3 separate regions of the Sus scrofa genome follow, and all the other regions are linked to region 1. Evidence: chromatin contacts called from public Hi-C and HiChIP or PLAC-seq data. All regions are on one chromosome and are shown on one strand. Each heading gives the region's core, a stretch centred on a gene start, on an enhancer-like site or on the middle of the called end of the contact. The rest is flanking DNA. Distances are from core to core; before and after follow the strand shown.

The links. Hi-C and Micro-C count contacts between places; a contact is called where the count stands out from the background. HiChIP or PLAC-seq counts read pairs in DNA pulled down with a chosen protein or histone mark.
Region 2: a contact with region 1 is called in a Hi-C map of skeletal muscle, with 9 times the contacts expected there. The contact joins two enhancer-like sites. A contact is called at or near these places in 2 of 47 Hi-C or Micro-C datasets (both in skeletal muscle) and 1 of 2 datasets of contacts at active chromatin or transcription factors (skeletal muscle).
Region 3: an H3K27ac HiChIP or PLAC-seq map of skeletal muscle shows a contact between it and region 1. The contact joins two enhancer-like sites. A contact is called at or near these places in 1 of 47 Hi-C or Micro-C datasets (skeletal muscle) and 1 of 2 datasets of contacts at active chromatin or transcription factors (skeletal muscle).

The regions. Positions count from the first base shown.
Region 1 is chr16:74,515,882-74,518,581 of Sscrofa11.1, reverse strand. All of the region lies in intron 4 of ADCY2 (adenylate cyclase type 2), which reads left to right. Among named protein-coding and RNA genes, the nearest start is that of ADCY2, 210 kb to the left of the region's middle. Within about 2 kb of position 1,276, at least 1 of the 83 cell types and tissues checked has an H3K27ac peak or open chromatin away from gene starts, as enhancers often do. A contact at or near this core is called in skeletal muscle, where this site is marked.
Region 2 is chr16:74,649,339-74,652,038 of Sscrofa11.1, reverse strand. The region is part of intron 2 of ADCY2 (adenylate cyclase type 2); the gene reads left to right. Among named protein-coding and RNA genes, the nearest start is that of ADCY2, 79 kb to the left of the region's middle. Within about 2 kb of position 1,423, at least 1 of the 83 cell types and tissues checked has an H3K27ac peak or open chromatin away from gene starts, as enhancers often do. A contact at or near this core is called in skeletal muscle, where this site is marked.
Region 3 is chr16:74,689,481-74,692,180 of Sscrofa11.1, reverse strand. The region is part of intron 2 of ADCY2 (adenylate cyclase type 2); the gene reads left to right. Among named protein-coding and RNA genes, the nearest start is that of ADCY2, 39 kb to the left of the region's middle. Within about 2 kb of position 1,295, at least 1 of the 83 cell types and tissues checked has an H3K27ac peak or open chromatin away from gene starts, as enhancers often do. A contact at or near this core is called in skeletal muscle, where this site is marked.

The DNA.
Region 1 (2,700 bases), core at 27-2,526:
GCAGATGTGAGGCAAAGCCTTGTGGTGTCACCGAGGATGGTGAAGAGCGGGTGAAGCAGGTACGCTTTGGAGGGGAAGCCGGAAAGGAGCCCTGAGCTTGGCGTCCTTCACCTCAGGTCATGGCGGAGAACCCATGTGCCTAGTTTTGTTTTCCTTGGGTCTGTGTGTTTATCCACCGGAACCCAGTACCCATCTAAAAAGGGGATGGTTAGCCTGACTCGCTGTGAGCCCCACACTCACCTCGCTGAGTGCATTCATGAATATTTAACACATTGAAGGTGTGCCATTATTATTCATTAAATTGTATTGAATTCGTCTGTTTTATATGCTTCATCAAAACTTGCTGATTGGAGCAAGAAAATGTCCTTTAAATTTTGACAGTAGGCTTTTCTTTGTGTATGGATTGGAGAATAGTGATTGAATTCCTTTTTGAAAACGGAGTTCTGTGTATTCATGCAACAAATATTATTCGAGTGCCTAGTTTAGGCAGGTATGAGTCTAGGCACTGGGCTGTGCCTTTACACATGGCTTTTCTTTTTTAAAAAAGCATTTTGGGAGTTCCTGTTGTGGCTCAGCAGAACGAATCTGACTAGTATCCATGAGGACGCAGGTTTGATCCCTGGTCTTGCTTAGTGGGTTGAGGATCAGGCGTTGCCATGAGCTGTGGTGCAGGTCGCAAACATGGCTCAGATTTGGTGTTGCTGTGGCTGTGGTGTGGGCCAGCGGCTACAGCTCCAATTCAACTCCTAGCCTGGGAACCTCCATATGCCACGGGTAAGGCCCTAAAAAGACAAAAGAAAAAAAAGCATTTGGTGTTACAACATGTATAGCCAAAGTGTTCAGCAATTAATGTTTAATTCTTTGGTCTCCATGTATAGAAAACTCTGGATTCAAAATTAAGACATACAGACAATGGTTTCCCTAGGGTTTTGATCCAGTGTATCTTCATAATCTATGAAGATAGTCATAGAATCTAATATAACCTATTATAGCAGATCTATGAATCTATTATAATTCAGGAATAGTTCAAATCAGGATTCTAGAAAATTCCATGGTTATAAAAACAGACAGCACTTAGTGTTCATGATTGTTCTGTGTACAGAGGTCAAATGTTTTAGCAGAGATGGTTTCCTCTTTCCAACAGCAGTGACTGGGTCAGGTTGGTCCTGGCAGTCATATTTAACTCTCTTTTCCATTACTTCAAAGTAGCTCCAAGGTTAGGGAGAACTGAAGTTCCAAGTGGACAGATTATGTAAGCTCATATTTATAGTACCAGCTTTGACAGAGCAGTAAGTCAGCTACTGACCTCATCTGCACTGCCTCCTTCCCTGAAGCGGCCTTGAGCAGCCAGGATCAGGTGCCATCCCTTGTCACGGTGCTCTGTGGGGTCCACGGGGTCCGAAAGGCCACACCTGGACCTTGTGTCACTCCAGGACTAGACCAGCGAGGTACGTCTCATGCTGGAGACTTCATGGGACCATCTTGGGAGGTATTATAAAGGCGTGTATTTACAGGTTTTAGGCAAAGGAGCCAATGACTCTTTTCAAAATAAAGAGAAAAGAAACCCTGCAGAAGAAGGAGAACTTACGCTACAGCTGTTTAATAAAACACAATTTGACACCACACATATTTTGCCACCAAAGTTGGAAGTGAACGCTCAGGATTTCGGCCGGGACATAGTACTTGTCTTGTTAGGCCTTTGGAAACTATGTTTCTAGAACTACAGTCAATGTTTGTAGTATTTTGCAGCCCCACCTGTAATTAAATGAAAATTAAAAATGGTCACATTTAATAACATCGATAAAGTGTGATCTGATAGAGTTAAGGGGAGAACGTGGCTGATGGCAACCTGTGCCTTCTTCGTAGGGAAGAGAGGTCTGTGGGACCAGGGGGCTGGTGTGGCCGCAGACCAAGCTCGTCAGAGTGTCCCAGGCGTCACTTCCCGTCTGCCCTTTACCACAAACCATTGTTGCTTCGTCCACCGTCACCGTGGCCAATAGTAGTGTCCTTCAGAGTGCCTCATTCAGGGGCAGGGTTGTGTGCTGAGCAGCCCCCCTTGTTTGCTTCCGCCAACATTTGGATAAAATCAGCAGCCCCATGTTAGCGCGGGCCTGCGTTGCCTCCAGCAAGCGACTCCCAGAGGCTGAGCGGCTTCTATCTTGAATCCGTCCTGGGCCTCGTTTTCCGGCCTCACCCCCGCTGCCCTTCATCTCTCGGAGGCGAAAGTCAAGCCCATGGGAGCCCAGAAGCCGTCCCTTCTGCAGCCCCACTGGGGGCTGTAAACAGCTGATGGTGCTGGGACGTGACCCGGGAGTCTGACCTCTGGTCAAAATGGGTCCACTCCACACTTTGTTTCGCCTTTTGTGGTATTTTTCCCAGATGCAAATGGAATTTGCAAGGAATGTCTAGAGAGTAAAAACCATGTTTAAGAAGGGGCTACTTGTGCTATAAGATTTGGGGAGCAGAGGGAATGAAAAACGTTAGCAGAGGTCTTTTGCAGAATAGTGGTCTCTCCCTAAAAGAACCCTTCTGCATAAGCCATAAAAATCGGAAAAGCTGGAAAACTAATGCATCGCATTAGCACTGAGGCCACCGTTGGGACCGCAAAGCGGTGAGTTTTGACTTTTGTCTTAAGTCTCACGTCCTGCAGTAAAAACCATTTCTGTGCACCGTCTCAGCGCCATAGGGGCTCTTTATCAA
Region 2 (2,700 bases), core at 174-2,673, 130 kb before region 1:
AAGCTTGTACATCAACTATACTTCAATGAAAATGTTAAAAAGTGAGACAAAGTAACTTGCATTCAAGTGGGAGGTATATGGATGTTCTTTGCGCTGTTTTATTACTTCGATATATATGTAAACTTTTCTCCCCCAATAAAAAGCAGAGAACAAATGAAGAAACCAAAACAAATTGTGTACTAACAGACTCTACCCTTCATAATGGTGCTTTGATAAGTTTTGAAGATTATAACAAATTGTATGTATGTATAAACTTCGACTGTATAATATACAGATAGAGATACATACATGCATATGGATATTCACAGCTTTATACGCTCACCCGGGTCCCCCCCTCAACGTGGAAAGGCACATTTGGGTTGTAAAGACACGAGATTCTCCCAGGATGGAAAACTTAGAAAGTCCTCAACATGGTGCCCTATTGACTTGCCTTTGTGCTGTGTGTGTGTGTGTGTGTGTGTGTGTGTGTGTGTGTGTGTGTTGTGGGGAGCGGGGGTGCGTTCCCCTTGAGACCCAGGCTAACAGATCGGCTTTGCCGATGACCTCGCAGGAGCATGAGACAGATGTGGAGATGAGCCACGTGTCGCTGGAGTGTGAAGCCGCTCTTTTCTTAATCTTGATTTCTGCGCTTTTGGGGCTTGAATATCGAAGACCAGTTTCACGTTTTATTTAGTGCAGAAGTAGCGACTCTGAGAACGGGAGTGGAACAACGGATCATTCTTAGTGGGAAGGGATATGACTTCCGAAAGAAGGCATCCAGTGGGTGATTGGAGGTTCCTTAGTACCGTGAGAGTAGGTAGGCGTTTTCATAGACGAAAATACATATAATTGATGTTCGCTTTTTCTCCTTACGACTGGTGGGAGTTGTATAATAGAAACAGCTTCCGGGAGAGCTGTCCTTTTATTCCGTTACTATTGTGTAGACCTTCCCAAAGTCCTTTCCTCTGGCATTAAATGGCACTGTTTTCCAAAGCGGAATATTTCATTGTTCCCAGTTGACGGCAAGCTGAGTGTAGTCTGCCGGCCACACTCCCCCCGTAGCGTGAAAAGGAACAGGTGTCTGTCCAGAGTTCTGCCTCTGGCTCGGAGGGAAAATTTAGGATGCGACTACAGGAACAAAGAGATGTATACACTCAATAAAATTCTTTTCTGCCAACCTCATTACCTTGATCTGAAAAAAAACAAAAAAAAAAAAAACCGACGGAAAAAATAGAAATGAACCTTATAGGGAATTATCACGACCCCTGAAAGGCTCTAGCCAGCCTTTTAAAGTGATGTGTGTGTCTGTATATTCCATATATATGATGGAATTGCTTGAAAAATGGCTAAGTATCTTAAATCTGTGTCGTCTAAGTTACATCAAGTAACCTTTCCAAAGGCTGATCTAAGCAGCTCTGTCCCCCCAGCAGGAGTTTGGAAGAGACACGTTAATAGCGCCATAAATCACAATCGCCCCAAGTCAGCTGTCTGTGAAATAATCGGGCCATTAAATATGAGACGGGTAAGAAGTGGAAACTTTTCAAATGAAGTATCCGTAATTGAGGACGTGAACTTGAAGGGATGATACTGTTATATTTAAGAAAAAATTAAATGTGCCCTTTACAATTGAAAGGCTAGTAATAAAATGACAAAATGAGATTAATAACGTTAAGCAGGAGCCCGCGAAGTACAAAATGAAATAAGAGGAAATGCCTTAATGTGGATTGACAAAGCGTAGCAGAGGGCTTTCCTTGAGTCATCAACAAATTATAATTTACTCTCTTTAATAACAAGTCTATAATATGCAAGATGTAGTCGGTCATAGCCGTGCTTGGCTTATGAAAAGAATTCAACTTGAAATGAAAGAGTGAGTTTTGGTGAATCTCCTAAGGAAGCAAATTAGCTTAATGTTATTTTATTTCAAGTTATCATTTTGGTGCTTTTGCATTTTGTGCATTCAGTGCACAAAATAATTTGGGTATATGTAGCTTAAAATAGGGCATTGATACGTAGCTCTAAAATAAATATTAAAATCCCTACTTTAGATAACGAAGAAGCTGTAGCCCCTCATAGCGGTGTTGTCATCAAACTTTTAATTACAACTAACTTTCTATATTATTAATTTCTATCTTTGAGGATTACAATTTCCATTTGGGGTAATTACGATGGGCTTTTTAGAAGCACGAACATCACTGAGTAAGTCATTTCATTTTCTTTCTCCACCCATTTAGCACATCCTGTTTCCACGTTCCACTCTGCAGTCGTTTATGAAATTTTAAAAAGGACTAATGGAGTTCTTGAGTGTGCCAGGGCTTCTGCTAGACACTGGGTACACCCACCGAGGGAGAAGTGGGCTCTGTCCCGGAGGAGCACAGGTGTCGGGGAGGGGATAGGGCATCACCTGGCCTGACAGGTACTGTGGATGGGAAGCTGGAAGGATGGGAGCCCTCGGCCCTCGGCAACCCGTTCAAGTTTGGATGCTGGTCCTGGGTTTGGGGAGTGGAAGAAAACCTTAGACCAGGGTGAAGAGGCTTCGGCGATGAGGGGAGGGATGGTTCCAAGCCTGGGATGAGAAAAATGCAGAGCAGTGGTGTTAGGAAATTCTCCCAAACATCTAACGAAGATATAGTATTATACTTATTAAAACTTTTCCTGAAAATAGCTGAAGATGGGGCATTAGCAAACTTTTTTTTTTTTTTTAGGGTTGCACTCGCAGCATAT
Region 3 (2,700 bases), core at 46-2,545, 170 kb before region 1:
AAATACTGAGGGTTTATTATAATAAAATAAAAATAACTTTATCATATTGGGCCTGATAAAGATTAATAGAGCAAAGAAAGGCAAGGGAGAATTCAGAAGGCGACCTGTCTTATGTGGCAGAGGCAGAATTAAAACTTAGAGAGGGTGGACTGGACTGATTCAGTAGGTGACAAAATGAATTCATGAAATAAATGAGCAAAAGAAGGAAATTGGTTTTTCTTATGAAAAAGTCAGATTCCTACTTATTCCGCATAAAAATATGAACTCTCGATGGGTTAAAATCTAAAGAGGAAAAGCAGGCCATTAAGATTTTCTTACAACTCTAGAGGGAAGCCTCTTTAAAACATTGTGTAGGGAAGGGTTTCTTAAATAAGGCATGAAGAAAAAAAAAAAAACAGGTTTTTTTTTTTTTAATTATGAGAGAAAATTGATCAAGAAAGGAAAGACCTATCCCAATTATTTTTGTTTATTTGGAGATGCTCAAGAAACACCCTTCCATATGTGCCTAAGGAGACATGTAGATGAATTGGTTGGGATCAGGGAATTACAGTATTTTATTCAGTGAAATACTAAATAAGAGTCCAGTGAGTTAATAGTTCTACGTAATATCAACACGGAGACACTTGGGAAGCGTAGTGCTGCGTGCATGGAAAAGGAAGTTGCAGGATGATGCTAATTTGATAAGCATCTATTCTTTGAGTATTTACAGATGCAAGTATTAAAAGAATTAAAAAAAAAACATGAATGAGAAGAAAAATGTACTGATTTGCACCTGTTGGTTTTTTACAGGGAAGGAGCGAAGATAATGAGGGGGAGACTTCAGCTGTAACTTTCTCAGTGTGTGTGTGTGTGTGAGTGTGAGAGAGAGAGAGATAAAGATACCCTGTGTGAAAAAGTAAGATTGAAAGCTAATATGCCGTAACGTTCAGTGTATGAGGCATGCTCATGGGAGGCTGTCATCTTATGTGTTGTACTTTTAAGAATTCTGTTGTGTTATTTTTGTTGTTGTTTTTGTGTGTGTGTGTGTGTGTGTGTGTGTTTTGGCTGCACCCATGGCATGTGGAAGTTTCCGGGCCAGGGATCAAACTCATGCTGCAGTTGTGACCTGCACCACAGCTGCAGCCATGCTCGATCCTTAACCTGCTGCTGTGCAAAGGAATGTCCTGGTTTTAATAGTGTTTTACATTTTAGAGTAAAATTTTGAAAAAAAAAAAAAGAACATCAGTTATGCCTTTGACCTGGATTTGCTGCTCTGGACTGTGGGTCCCAGCCCAGCTTTTAGAGTCCGACCCACTTGTGGGTCTCCCAGTGGCTCTGAGCGGGTTGGCTGTCTCTCCTGCTGCTTCCTGTCCTGCAGTCTCTGTGGCGTGATTGTTCAGATCATGGAAAAACAACCCTTCTTTTTAACCTGAATGTGTGCGATTGCTAGTTCTAATAAAACGTGTTCTATTTTTCAAACTTTCGAAATACTGTTTCTTGAGCACTCTGCACATGCCAGGGAATCTAATACTGAGCGATGGTAAGAGCTGTCACCGCATCCATATTTAACAGGGAATGAAGATGCATTCAAAAGGTTCAAAGAATGTGATGACTTAAGAGAAATAGCTAGAGGGTGATATCATTACATTTTCTTGGAATAAATACTTGGGGTATTAATTAATGGCCTCAGCCTTAAATTCTGTAAAGTGATTGTTATTAATATTTGAATATTAACTGTTTTCTTTGGTTCCCAACTATTCAAAAAAAAAAAAAACCCAAAAACCTCAAACTGTTGACAAAATATTTGGGAATGAAGGATTAAAATGAAGGCAGCTTGGTCTTCGAACTTTACATATGCATGTTGTTGAGTTCGATATGGTTGTATTTTCGACAGTTTTTTTTTCTTCATTGCTTTTGAGGGCCCCCCTGCAGCATATGGAGGTTCCCAGGCTAGGGGTCAAATAAGAGGTGCATCTGTGGGCCTACACCCCAGCCACAGCAATATAGGATCTGAGCCCCATCTGTGACCTACACCACAGCTCAGGGCAGTGCAGGATCCTTGACCCACTGAGCGAGGCTGGGGATCAAACCCACATCCTCATGAATACTAGTCAGGTTCTTAACCCACTGAGCCACAGTGGGAACTCCAATTGACAATTTTTTTTTAAATTGACCTATAATGATCGTGCTTGTAACATTAGCATGGAAGAATTGAATGAAATATCTGTAGATTGATTCAAGCCCTGCCGTTCTCTTCCATCAGTGACCTTCCGCCTGCCTTCTTTTAAGGTACGTGCTTTCCTTCAGACCACAGTCAGTGTGCTGAATGCAGAAACTTGGTCAACATCTAATGCTTTGCATTCCAGATTCTCTTCATGCTCCATGTCTTCGAAGAAGATGAAACTCAGCATCTAGATACATATCTTTGTCCCTATTAGAGATGCGAAGACACCAGGGCTCAGTAGGGTACTTTTGGATGCCTTGCACTCTTAAGTTGTGCACATGAACTCCAGTGGTTGCCTTAGACACTGAAAGCTTTATAGTTTGGAGGGCATCTCTCTGCGGGCTTCTGGTGCAGCCCCTAAGCTTTCATCTGGTTATTTGTGAGCTTCACAGTAGGGAGAGCACAGAAATTCTAGATCTCACCGGGTGGGGCTTGGGGGGGGGTCCCTCAAAGTCGAGGCCCACGTATTGTGATTTTAAACAGCCGCTTGTCTCAGC